Regions from separate parts of the Columba livia genome. Here region 1 is linked to region 2. The links are chromatin contacts, called in public Hi-C maps. All regions are on one chromosome and are shown on one strand. The core of a region is the stretch at or near the end of the contact, and the rest is flanking DNA. Distances in the headings are between cores, read along the strand shown. Region 1 overlaps TMEM255A (transmembrane protein 255A). Region 2 holds the start of LAMP2 (lysosomal associated membrane protein 2).

Evidence for each region. A called contact is a pair of places that touch in the nucleus more often than the background predicts.
Region 1: a Hi-C map of liver shows a contact between it and region 2, with 2.1 times the contacts expected there. The contact joins the enhancer-like site here to the promoter of LAMP2 in region 2.

Annotation. Positions count from the first base shown.
Region 1 is chr12:17,898,664-17,904,613 of bColLiv1.pat.W.v2, reverse strand. TMEM255A (transmembrane protein 255A) reads right to left here. Exons shown (of 9, transcript XM_065077992.1): 7 at 3,211-3,370; 8 at 1,738-1,881. Among named protein-coding and RNA genes, the nearest start is that of ZBTB33, 17 kb to the left of the region's middle. Within about 2 kb of position 4,298, at least 1 of the 3 cell types and tissues checked has an H3K27ac peak away from gene starts, as active enhancers do.
Region 2 is chr12:17,848,710-17,855,202 of bColLiv1.pat.W.v2, reverse strand. LAMP2 (lysosomal associated membrane protein 2) reads right to left here and starts at 2,640. Exons shown (of 9, transcript XM_065077981.1): 1 at 2,474-2,640; 2 at 1,514-1,632; 3 at 785-998; 4 at 1-159. The coding sequence starts at 2,531. LOC110360123 (a long non-coding RNA gene) reads left to right here and starts at 5,309. Exons shown (of 2, transcript XR_002415778.2): 1 at 5,309-6,493.

The sequences.
Region 1 (5,950 bases), core at 3,049-5,548, 48 kb before region 2:
CCAAGCAGTGCAAAAATAACATTTCAAGGCTCACTTCTGCAAAACATTTGTACATACAAATAAATATTCAAATAACTTCTGGCATTCAAGGTAAGCACAGCCTGTAAGAAACAGTTTTGCATAGTGAGACTCCTTAAACCTAAAACTGAAAAAGGCATTAGAAAAATCTCATCACTTCTGTGTACCCACTGCATTTCACAGAGGCTGGACAACCAAAACCAGATGAGTCTCTCTCAAATCTTGGGTTTCATACATCAGCCAGTTGCAACAGCTAACAGGCTGCAGATAATTTTCTTCTTACCCACCTTTTCTCTTCATCACAAATAAAAAAAAGCCCAGAAATTAATAACAAAGCAATTTATCCCTTCAGCAAGTAAAAAGCTGGCACAGACACTGCTCGGGTCAGAGTAGGACTCAGGCAAGAGAGAATCCCCACAGCCAGAGGCCTCAGGTAGTGCCTTCCTGCAGGCCTCCACGTTCCCTGGAAGATAAGCAAGGCTCAGACTTGGAATTGCATTTGAAAGAGAGACTTGGCTATTTTAAATATAGATTTCCTCAGCTGATGCCCAGCTTTTGTGCCGGCTCCTCAGCCAACACCTGTGCTCACAGCAGTGAGACAGAGAGGCTTTAATCCACCCGGCTGAGATGTGCGTGCTAGCAGAGCCCAGCAGTACTCCCAGCTGGAAAGCAGGGCAAACCCACCCACGCCGAGCGCTCTGCTGGTGCCGCGGCTGCAGTACAGACAAACCTGGAGTTAAAACAGCGCTTAGTACTAGCCGAGTGGCTGAGAGGGGGACTTGGCAGCAGAGCTTGCTTTGGTATGTGCTGAGGTTGGTATTTTGCAACCGTAAAAAGTTTTACAGCACTAGTGACTGTCCCAGGTTGCGTTCATCTCAAAAATGAGTCACAAATGTGTATAAGTAAGTCCTAGAAATTCTGTTGTAGGTGTTCAAATATTTCTAGGAATCCCTGACAACAGTGTTGTCTAGTGGCACTAGCAGTAAAACCAGAAAGGTTTAGATTCCTGCTACCTCTTAATGCATGGCTCTGATGAGGGAGATGGTGGCTATCACAGGGCACACCTCTCAGTTATGTCCAACACCTTAAGCCCTTGTTAATAAAAAAAGTCTCCAGCCTTGATGGTTGCAAAGAAAATATATGATGTGTTAAGCTAATATGTGGTAACAGCCACCTGACAGAAGAGCTGAGGAGGAACTGTCATCGTCTACTTCAACAAGCAAAAGCTGATGTTGACAGCAAGGTTCACACAAAATCACTGAAGCGCGTGGAAAAGAACCGCAACGGAATAGCTTTCCAGTCAGTATGTGCCTTCATGAGCACAAATAGCTTGTTTCCAAAAGCTCATCTGTTTCTCCCAGACATCGCAGTTGGCCTAACAAAGACTAGCACGTGAACACCTCCCTTCGCCTCTCTCAGAGTCCTCACGCACGCCAGGGGCAAGGCCTATTTTTAATGTGGCCTCCAGCAGTGAACGACAGGGGAGGCAGGCAGCACGTTCTGTTGCCTTCTCCTCAAGGGCAGCTCTCAGGAAAACACTACCACAGCAAGAGAGAACACTGCCAAGGACCAGCGCCGAAGAGGAAAGATGTGGTATTCTCTGCAGGAACAGGAAAATTAAACTGTGTGAATGACGGGATGACAGGTTTACTGAATCCTGCAGACCGGCTGGGTTTAACCTTGCCGCTAAACAAGAAAACATCTTATAATTTTCCCTACCTGAAAGTCGTATGCGGAGTAGGGAGGCAGGTGAGGAGTGCTGTGGTAGTAAGTGTTGTAAGATGCCACCTGTGGCCTTGAGTAGTAGGACACCGAAGGGTGCGCATTTTCAACCGTACAGTTCAGCGTAGGGAGGGATGGAGTCTGTTAAAACAAAAAGAAGAGGATCTCAGGCTGCTAACCAAGTCACAGAAAGCTGACAGCTGAGTGAAAGCAGAAATGATTTAAAGGAGCACTGTGCGTCTTTAGAGCTCAACTCTTGTCAAATTAGCAACTGGCAATCCGGCTCCCCCTCAGGCAGCAGGTAAGTCTCCAGCTCATTTCATTCCTCAGCCACCTACTGTTTCCTCTCAGAGCCCACAGAACAAGCTGGCAACAGCGAATGCACATCACTGCTCCAACAAAGCAGCTGTTCAGATTGCAGTTTAACAAGTAGGAGAAGTAATCCGTTCATTTTTATTATACTGTTCCTCAGTGCTTTTTGAGATCAGCATATTTCAACCCTATTTGTACTGCTGTTCACAGACACTCCCGTACAGCTTTTTTTGCAGAGGTTTACAGGCTGGCTGGTGTAGATCACCTCTCAGAAGGCCACAATGCACAGCTGGGAATGTGTCTCCTGTTTTCTTGGGGAAGATCTTGATGAGTCTGAAAAGCATGTAGGAAAGTTCAGAGTTCTGAAATACGGCACCCTTAGTGCAGGGCCAGAGACTTGTTCGTAAGAAAAATGTATTGCCAGGATAACAAATGAGCTTTTCTGGGTGTCTCATTTTGTATTATCGTGAATGAGTCACAAGAGATCAAAACAGACCCAAAATTTATCTGTTGAATGTTCAGTTCTCTCCAGCCATTCATCCTCTGCAAATCAAAACTGTATGGAAGGTAGCAGGCACCCTGATTAAGAAACAGTATTTCAAAGCCCACATTGTCAGAACAGCATTTTTTTCATTATCTGAAGTTTAAAATCTTTCACCCGGTTTTGGTGCCCAGTTCGCCATCTCAGATTCTGCACCACGCAGAAACTAGATGGAGAGTTTCAGCCTAACACAGCTGCTTAAACAGTCTGTAAAGCTCAGAACCCTACTACTGCTATGAAATCAACAATTCATGAGCAACCACCACACATGCCCTTATGAAAGGTCAGTGCCATGAAAAGGAAGATCAGTTTTTAAGAAAGAGCTTCTTTTTATTCATCCTGGCATTACCAACACCTCACAGAGGGTTCCTTTTGCAAATACAATCTCCCAATTCTCTTCATCTTTTCTAATCATGTTCAGGTGATGACACCAGATCGGAAAAGTGAATCATTTCCACTTTCTCCTTACAGTTATTTCATGCCCTTCTTTCAAGCCCAATTGCAGTGATGCATAGATCATTTGCACTGAAATACCAATACCTGTTTTCATTATTTTTTTAAAGGCAATTTGCTTGATTAATTTCATTTAATGCACAGAGAAACTGGTACCATCTTACCATGTCTTTAAAGCCTCCAAGTATCGCGGCTGTAATGATCCCTAGGAACAGCCCCACTATGTTCAGAATGGTTGCTGACCAAAGCAGGTGGTAAAGGTGGATGATGTCCTGGCAGCTGCTGACATCAATGTACTCATAGTAGCCTCCAGAAATCTCTACTCTGCTAGATTAGGAAAAAAGAAAAAGACAAAAAATGCACCACACGTCATAAAACTTAAGCACTTCTGCAGGGCAGTAAAATGCATTCTGAAATATGATAACCTGGACCCATTATAACTCCCAAGGGCGTGCAGATAAAGCCTGCTAGATTCCGCGCTTGTGGCATCCGAGATCTCCCTGTATGACAACAGCAGAAGATGGCTTGATCTGTTGCGAAACAAACAAGCCCTGCAAGCCCTGCAAATGCCCAAATCACCTTGAGTCTCAATCCACCTCTTATTTCTACCATCTGCAATCTCCACAGAGATCCTGGAGGCTTCCCAAGGACAAACCGGTCTTGGCACTACCCAGGGAAACCAGTCGGTGCCCCAGGGAGCGGCAGCTCTGGCATGGGACAGCACAGGACAGCACAGCTGGCCCCGGGCACCGCAGGGCTTGGCCACAAACACATCCAGCTCGGCCACCCTGCTCCAGCCACCTGTGCTTTGCAGCTCTGCGATGGCCGGGGCCGGCAGGACCCCCGCGACCTGGCAGGGAGAGGTTTATCTGCTCACATTTTTAAGCTTTTCCACATGCAGAAAAGAGAGGGAGAAAACTGGGTCATTATTTTGGAAAGGGAAGAGCAGCTCTTACAACATGTGGGCTGGAGTCTCACAGGCGGGATTCTTCAGTAATGACTTCCCTGTGACTGCCGCTTGGGGACCAGCGCAGCCTTTGGCGTGGCTTACCAGATGCAGCAGGTTACAGAAAATTCCCCTTAAGAAAACATATTTATCCGGGACAAACAATACTAAGGGCTTATGAATGACTTAACTCCCAGCTCACACGTGGGGTTAGGCTCAAACTGCACCAGGGTTTTGAGGAAAAGGGGAAGAACAGGCTCATATTTAAGGCCAAGAGTCAGGAGAACCAGACTCAGCTCCCAGCAGACTCTGCAAGGCCTGCAGGACCTGTCCCCTTCCACAACAGCCATCCTCCTTCCCTCATTACTCAGTTTCGCCTTCTTCTTTTCCTTTTTCCCATGTCTTGTTGTAGCAGGCCACTGCAGACGACATTGCAACAAGCAGACAGGGATTTCAAGCAGCATCGAGGCAGAGCGTAACCACGGGCTGCACAAACCTGTGTGTCCGCCTGCACGACCTCTGTATAACCTGAGCACACACCGTGACCGCCTTCAACAATACAGCCTGTGTGTACTAAACAAGCAAGAGCTTGTTCCTATGGAGATGTGTGAGTGCAGAGCTCTCAGCAAGCCATTCAGCATTGTACACTTAAGTACAGCGTGTACTTATCAACGGGAAGGGGCTCATCCCATGCTGCCACAGCTGCGGTTCCCAGCATCAGGAAGGATGCAAGATTGCTGTCACTTTTTCTATAATTTCCATCCTTTACATAATACATGAGCTAACCAGCTTCAAGTGTCCAAGCCTTCCTCACTGAGATCTCATAAGAACCAGCACCTGCTCAGTGCACAGCACTTGTGTGGCACTAAGCAAGACTAAGATGATAACAACTGGTATCTTACATCACAGAGGGGAAAATGTGCCAGAGGCAGGACCTTGAACTAACCTGACTGGGAAAAAAATACAGAGAAGTTACGAGTTTTTCTATTCAAATCACTTCTTTGTGTATTGCTCTTTTCAGTTAGTAAAAAGGGATTGCATTCTGTAAACCGTCAAAGGAAAGTATGAGCTTCAACCCTCTGCAGTGGCTTCCACAGAAACAAAGTCCTACAGAGATCACCCTTCCCAGCACATGGCACCGACTTCTCCCAGCGGCAGCTTTTGATCTTCCTCACCACAGCCAATTATTTAAGTGAGGGCCAGCCCAACTAAGTACCATGATAAATGCTAAGCCTGAAACAGCCCTAAGCAAGAGCCAGCACTGAAAAAATCAATTTATTAATCGCCTGCTGACACACATCAGACACTCCAAATGATTTAAGCAGTGCATGCTGTAAATTAAGCTGGCTGAGGCGCAGTAGCCAGACCTAATGATGGTGTGATCACTACGTAGTGGTTCTGGATAGGCAACCGCCCTTCTGACGCATCTTTGCACAGTGCTGGTACACCTTCCAACCTCTTGTGACCACCAAAGACATTCACAGGGCAGAGAGGACACTGATTTATGAACAGGCAGGTGGAACCCGCCTGCAAACTCCCCTCCCTGTTAGCAGGGCGGGGAATGAAACGGTGACAAGGTGAGGAAGATCGGTGTCCCAGTTTTCGCACCTTTCATCTTCTAAAACAAAATAAAACCCAGCAAACAAGCGGTGCTAACAGAGAAGGAAGGTGTTAGGACAAGGGACACTCAGTAGGGGAAAAAACTGGGGACGACACCAAGCACGGAGGTAATGGCAACTCCCGCCATCTTCATTTTTCCAGCCGAGTTGGCCCAGAGCACGCTCACCCGCAGCTGGGATGGCTTTAGCACATTTCATACACCCCTTTACTTGGTTATCTTTCTTTCTGCGAGTCCCTGTGGCTAACAGCCACAGCTTAAGCTCCCTTCCCACAACAGTCGTCATTAACCGACACTCTGCTCCTGCCCTATCCTGGCCCTTCAGGCCCCTGCAAACCAG
Region 2 (6,493 bases), core at 1,391-3,890:
TTTTACTGATTGTGCCATTCTGAACAAAAGCCTGCAACGTAACATTCCAGAAAATCTGTATTACGTTTTCTGTTTCAAAAGAGTCGGCATTGTGACACACGTAGACGTTATTCAGGTGAACTGGAAGCATACTATCCTTTACAACAACGGTAATTGGTCCTACAAAAAAGTACAACTTTTAATGTTTTATGAATTGCAAGAACATTCATATGTAGTGTTATGTTTTATATCATTCCATATGACAAAGAGATAATAAAGTTTAACAATCCTAACTTCTCTTAAACGTTTTACCAATGTGTCCTGATCTGAAGTGACAAATAGAGAGAAGTAACTAAGTTTTCAGAATTAGACATTAGGAAGTGAACCTTTTTACTTCCTTTTTTAAGGAAAAAACCCACAAACTACTATTAGTAGGTATGAGTACAGGGAAAGCCTAACGCTGCAGTGCTTTGCTAGGTGGAAGGTGAAGTAGTACATGCTAAAAGGAATCTTCCATATGCCTGTTCTGTTCTAGCAGCACCTCGCAGATCAAGGCTGTTCAAATAGTTAACCTTCTCCTTCCTTTCCACTTAAAAGAATTATATGTTCAGTGATGCTAACTAGTACATATTCTTACCCAGTAGGCAGGTATGACAAACAACAGTTAGGCAGCACATGGCACAGAAGTCATTAGATACATTATCAACATTTCTAACTTTGAAAAAGCCAACCGAGGCTAGGTAGGCAAGATCTGACGCTTATGGCCAAGGCTGTTTCTTAAGCAGGATTCTGCACTGAATATTACCTTTTCTTTTCGCATCAGGAAATACAGCAGTATCGTTAGTGTTGTAGGTAAATGTGACAAAATCCCCCTGGTAAGTTTCATTGGTTTTTGTAAAGTTATTGCTCCAAGAGTGACCTTCTCCAAACTGCAATGCCACAAGTGCAGCTTGTGTGTCATTGCCACAGACGCTTCCATCGTGTGTCACATTGGATGGCAAGTCCAAGGTTATGTTTTTCTACAAGAAAAGGGTAATTTCAAACATTTTCATGGATAGCAGTTCTTCCCCATGACAACGTTATGAACCTGCTGAGTCAGACTGAACCTTGCACAAGATTAGTGTGCTCATTACAGGCTACAAAACTACAAAAAAAGGTCCCTGACATCCGACTGAGAAAGGAGCCACATCAGGTTCAAGTTCCAAAGTCCAGTCTAACTTGGCTATAAATCTTGACCGTGCTATTTACATTTACTATTTGGGCTAAGAGCATTACTACACTGATACACAAAAGCCATCAAGTTTGACCAGTGTGCCATTTAAGCAAGTGCAACATGGCACTTTGGTTATTTGCACTATTAATTGAGAATTTATGCTTTGTTTTAAAAATGAATATTTAGGAATACTCTTAACAACTGATTTAGTAATTAAAAAAAACAGGTTCAAAAATCAAATGCCGTAGACAAAAGAGTGTACTTAAGCTTCTACCCAGGACAAAGTACAGTTCTCAACAAAAGTCGCCTCCAAATACTTACATAATCACTACTGTTTGTTTCATATCGTATCAAGAATTTCATCATCCATTTTGCATACAGGCACGTAGTATTAGAGGCATCCTTTACTTCTACTTCTACTGCACAGGACTGGAAAAAACCTGTAAGATATGACTATTAGCTAGTAAGACATGGCTTTTACTTCATTTTCTAGAGCAACTTCAGAGGACAGCTCATTACACAGTAGTAAATCGTTTCAGGACTGGATTCAATTTGCCCGGCAGTGAAAGCGTAGCGAGATTTCTAAAAAGTATTAAAACTAGGGAGCGCAGCGTGAACGCTGCGGGACTGCTTCATGGTCTGTTTGTCTGACAGAGACTAACAACATAAGTTGTCAGCATCCAGGTGACACACTGAGCAAACCGAAGGGTGAACACATCACTTGACGTGCTGCCTGGACACCAGGGGCTTCCTATTGTGTTTCAGCGCGGGGCGAGCCAGGCTGAGCCCTCAGCGGGGACACTCCACCGTGCTTGCGCAACTCCTGGCTCCACAGACACGGACGTTGAATTCGCTCTGCGTTTTCAGAGAACTTTTTAACAGCCGTTGTGTTTTGGACCCTGTGAACCTCGGCCGGTTTCGCTGCGCGCCGTTGTGACCACTGCCCCCGCAGCTCCGCGCTGACAGGACCCGCACACGCAGGTCACCGGCGGCTGCGGCCCCGGGGGCTGTGGCCGCAGCCCGGCCCGCAGCCCCGACGCCATCCCAGCGGCGGAAACAGCAGGGCCCCGCCAGGCCCCGCTCCCCTCCCGCGGGTGACAGCGCGGCCCGGCACCGGGGCCGCCCCGGGGAAGCCGCCGCCGCGCTGAGGCGGCCCCGGGCCCGCCCGCGCCCCGGCAGCGCCCGACGCCGCGTCACGTGCGACACCTGCCCACCCCCCCCAGACGGCCGCCCGCAGGCCCGGCGCCATCCGCGGGACCGGGCCGGTCCCGCCGCGCTCACCGCAGGCGCCGAGCAGCAGGAGGAACAGGCAGGCGGGGGAGCGGCAGCGCGGCTCCATGTCCGGGACGCCTGGCAGCAGCGAGGGGCGAGCGACGGTGGCGAGCGGGCGACAGCGAGGCCTCGCCACCGGTCATGTGACGAGAGGGGCGGGGCCGCCCGTGCGCCGCCAATCGCCGCGCCCGGGCCTCGATTCAATGGGTCGCGGACAGGACGTTCGCTCAGCGCTGCCTCGGGCGGGCAGCGGGTCGGTGCGGAGCCGCTGCCGGCACGGGAGCCCTGGCGGGGGGCGGCATCCTTAAATAATTAAGATATTTTCCATGTTTACAATAAATAAGAAGGGAGAAGAAATAGGTTAAATTGACCTAAATGTATAAGTTGGCGGTGCAGAGCACTGGAGCGGGTTATGGCGTGGGGTCATGGGGGCTCAGCAGGGCTGCCCTGGGGACACCGCTCTGCCCGGGTACATGGCACTGTCCTAGGGACGTGACACTGTCCTGGGGAAATGGCCCTGCTGTGGGGACATCGCACTGTCCTGGGGAAATGGCTCTGCCTTCAGTGTCCCCTGGGTCTGACACCACTGCCATTGCTGTCCCTCCCGCCACGCCACCCAGGACCGAGCAGGGCTGGCCTCGGGCTCTCCGGGGGACTGGGCAGAAACCTTTTGCCGTGGCCTCTGTGGAGCTGGGAGGAGGTTGGCAGCAGCACTGAGAACTGGGATGCTTTGCCATGTTGTCACTCATGCTGAAATGCTAAACCTGGGGCAGAAAGCAGGTGGGAGAAAGCAGCTGCCTGGTGTAAATGTAAGAGGAAAGAGCCATTGGGCTGGAGACGGGGAGAAGACAGAACGGGACAAGAAACCGGGTGGATCTGAGGGTGGAAGGAGGTGTAAGATGTGGTGGGTGTTGCATTGCAGCCTGGAGACAAGGAAGAAGTTGAGGCTGGGAGGCAGCAGGCAATGGCCGGCGGGTGCTCAGCAGGGAGCAACATATTCCCATCTCTGATGCTGTGGGAGAACTGCAAATAGCATTTCAAATAGCCAGGCACCAAGAGACATGGCCAGCCATAGGGGAAGACAACGGAAGCTCCTGAAGAAAACAATAAAACACACTGACCTCATATAGGGAGACACCGGGAGTATAGATGGTGTTGATAGGCAGGCAGTTACGAAGTTGAAATAATGCAGTTTGTGATTAAGGGTGCGTTAAATACTTTGAGCTGCATGCTTCCAATGCCGTACTTTTCCAAAGAGTGTCACAAACCCAAACCTGGCAAGGCAGGACAATCATGGAAACCCGTGTGTTGTACCATGAGGTTCCATGCACACATGCTTGTGTGGTCAGATGCATTCACCGCTCCCTTGCGTTTCTTTTTGTGCTTAATAACTGCACCGTGAACCGCCTTATCATGTGTATTACATACCTGCACATGCATGTCTAAGCAACGTGGGAATATCGAAATGCACGTTATTTCAAAATACTCAGAAATAATATTTTTTTATTTAACCTTTGGGTTTAATTTACAGAAAATTTATCTGAGGAAATAAACTTGCTGTGGAATAATGGAGCCAGCACTTGCTGCAGGCTGTGGGGGAGAATCCAGTCACAGCAGCACAGGCAAACCCACAAATTCTGAAAGCAGCAAGTCCTTTGTCTTGCTCAGCTGCAGGGCAAAGAATGGGGCGTTTCAGAGGCTGCCGAGAGTCCTGCTGCTGGGGCTTCGACATTTCCTCATGCTTCACTATGTTAGTGCAAAGTCCTGTTTCTAAAAAGTGATCTCTCCGAGAGTTAGGAGCCATTACATTAAGAGGATTTGACTGTTAGGAGGGAGATGTTGAATTAGGCTCTGATTAATTGGAGGAGGAAAAAATGATTGGCATGTTCCAGCAGTTTGTGTGGTGGAATGTCGCCTTTTGTATCAGCTGGAACACTTACTTCAGGACATGCAGCTTTATGGGTAGACATTGGTATGTTCAAACACCCCCTTGTTCTGAGTGAAGAATCCTGGATATTTTGATGTCTTGCTTGCACATAGGAAATAGACTGTAAAATGACATACATAAAGAGACGTGTAGACGTAGAAGGAACACTGATTATCTTGTTTCCTTTACGCCAATTTAGTGAAGCTTGAAATGAAATCAAATGGTAGCTATCATAACAAGCAAATCGGTTTCTGCTTAATAACACAGAATAGAAGTAGCAACTGGTGTGGGATTAAAATAACAGTATAGTTGATATGACTTAGCGTAATTAAAAACACATTGTTTTGCACCAGACATACCATTGTTAATATCCGAACACACGATGCTGACCCTGGTGACAGTGTGGGAAGCAATGAGGCAGCCACAAAGGTTAAGAACAATGTCTGATTCCTCTTAAATTCAATGGAAAGCTATTACATTCAGTACTTGTAGGAATCAAGCTCTAACAAATACCACTGCTTCTTATTTATCATAATTTCTTTGTTGATTGCAGCAGTCTATAAGAATGAGAACATTTATGTGATAGCTGGACTTCAGTAACATAAGATCCAACTCATATGATCAGCTGTTTTCCTTTCATGATAGAAGTGTGAATGATTACTACCATGATGCAGAGAAAATGCTTTACCCTTCTGGTTGCTATTTTGCATTTGGCGTGATTTTGGGAGCCACTGGTGGATGACAAGCTGATCCTGGTTTTCTAAGGCATTCCTTACGTTTATTGCTGGATGTGAAATGAGGACTGTGATGTTTCTGTACAGCATTACATTTTTACTGCATGTTATACTCAGTCTGATGTCAGTAGTTTTAAGAAGGTATTGACATTTACTGAGAACAAATATGCAGAACCTCATGATTTCTTTCATGCCCAATTTCAAATGTATAGGCTGTTCTGTGACTTTCATTCACATCATATTCTTGATGTCCAGTGTATGCTTAATCCTTTGCGAATCCTTTAGCAGATTCAGCTGGGTAGATATTTTATCTGTAATGAAACTTTTCTTAACCCTGGGACCTGCAAAAAATGATGGATGTGTGTGGTCAGAAGCAAAGTGAAGCAGTTAGTAACTTAATGTTTCTGGCCTCTGGTGCAGAATGTGGTTTGTGATAAAAAGAAGAGATAGTACCTAGGACATGCAGTAATTACTACTTTATTCCAACATATTTTTATTCATTATTTTAGATATCTCTTTAAACAACAGGGCATCTTCTGTATTTTTTCCCAGGGACAAGACTACAGCAGAACCAATTATTCCTTTCCAGAAGGCAGAGGAAGGATTTGTTTTTCACATGGGATGGATGGATGGAAAGATGAAGAGATAAATGCTGGCTGGGGGGGGTCACAGATTCACTTGGCAGCAGGGAATGAACCACAACTGCGAGTTACAGCGAGTCACCAAAGTTTTCCTTCCCATTCAGCCCCAGTTTGTAGCCCGGGGAATAAGGATTAGATCGCCATGATGAAGCCCACGCTTTGTCCAGCGCAGAGCGACCCCTGCGGCGCTTGGGTTGCGTGTGCCACCCGCTCTGCTGGGCTAGGGCTGGAAAAGAGCTTGTTATCCGAAATGTGCAAAAGCTGCGGTCCAGCTGCGCTCCCATGGCAGCGTGTGCGAGCTGCCGGGTTTCGGGAGGAGGCGGGAAACCAAACCATTAAACGCTGCCGCAGGAAACTGCTGAGTCAGAACTGGGGTAATCACGTGAAACGCCGAAAAAAGAAACCGTGGTGGGGAGGTGGAGGGACCGGGGAGCAGGTTGCAGCGAAGGGATGCAGAGCTTCCTGCTGGAAAAACACATTCCCAGATGGGCAGGAAGAGCCCTGTTACACGGACATAACCCATGTACCTACAGCTCGGTGTAACCGTGCGCTGGCTGCCCGGGTTGGTGACGGCGAGGCAGGAGCTGGGCTTTGGCACGGGGCTGGGACAGCAGGTGACCCTCCGCCCTGGCTGTCCCGCCGTGGGCATCCTGGACGCTGTGGGGTGCAGGGGGAGGTGGTGCGTTGGGGTACCCCCTGCGCCCCGAGCGTTTCCAGCTGCCGTGGG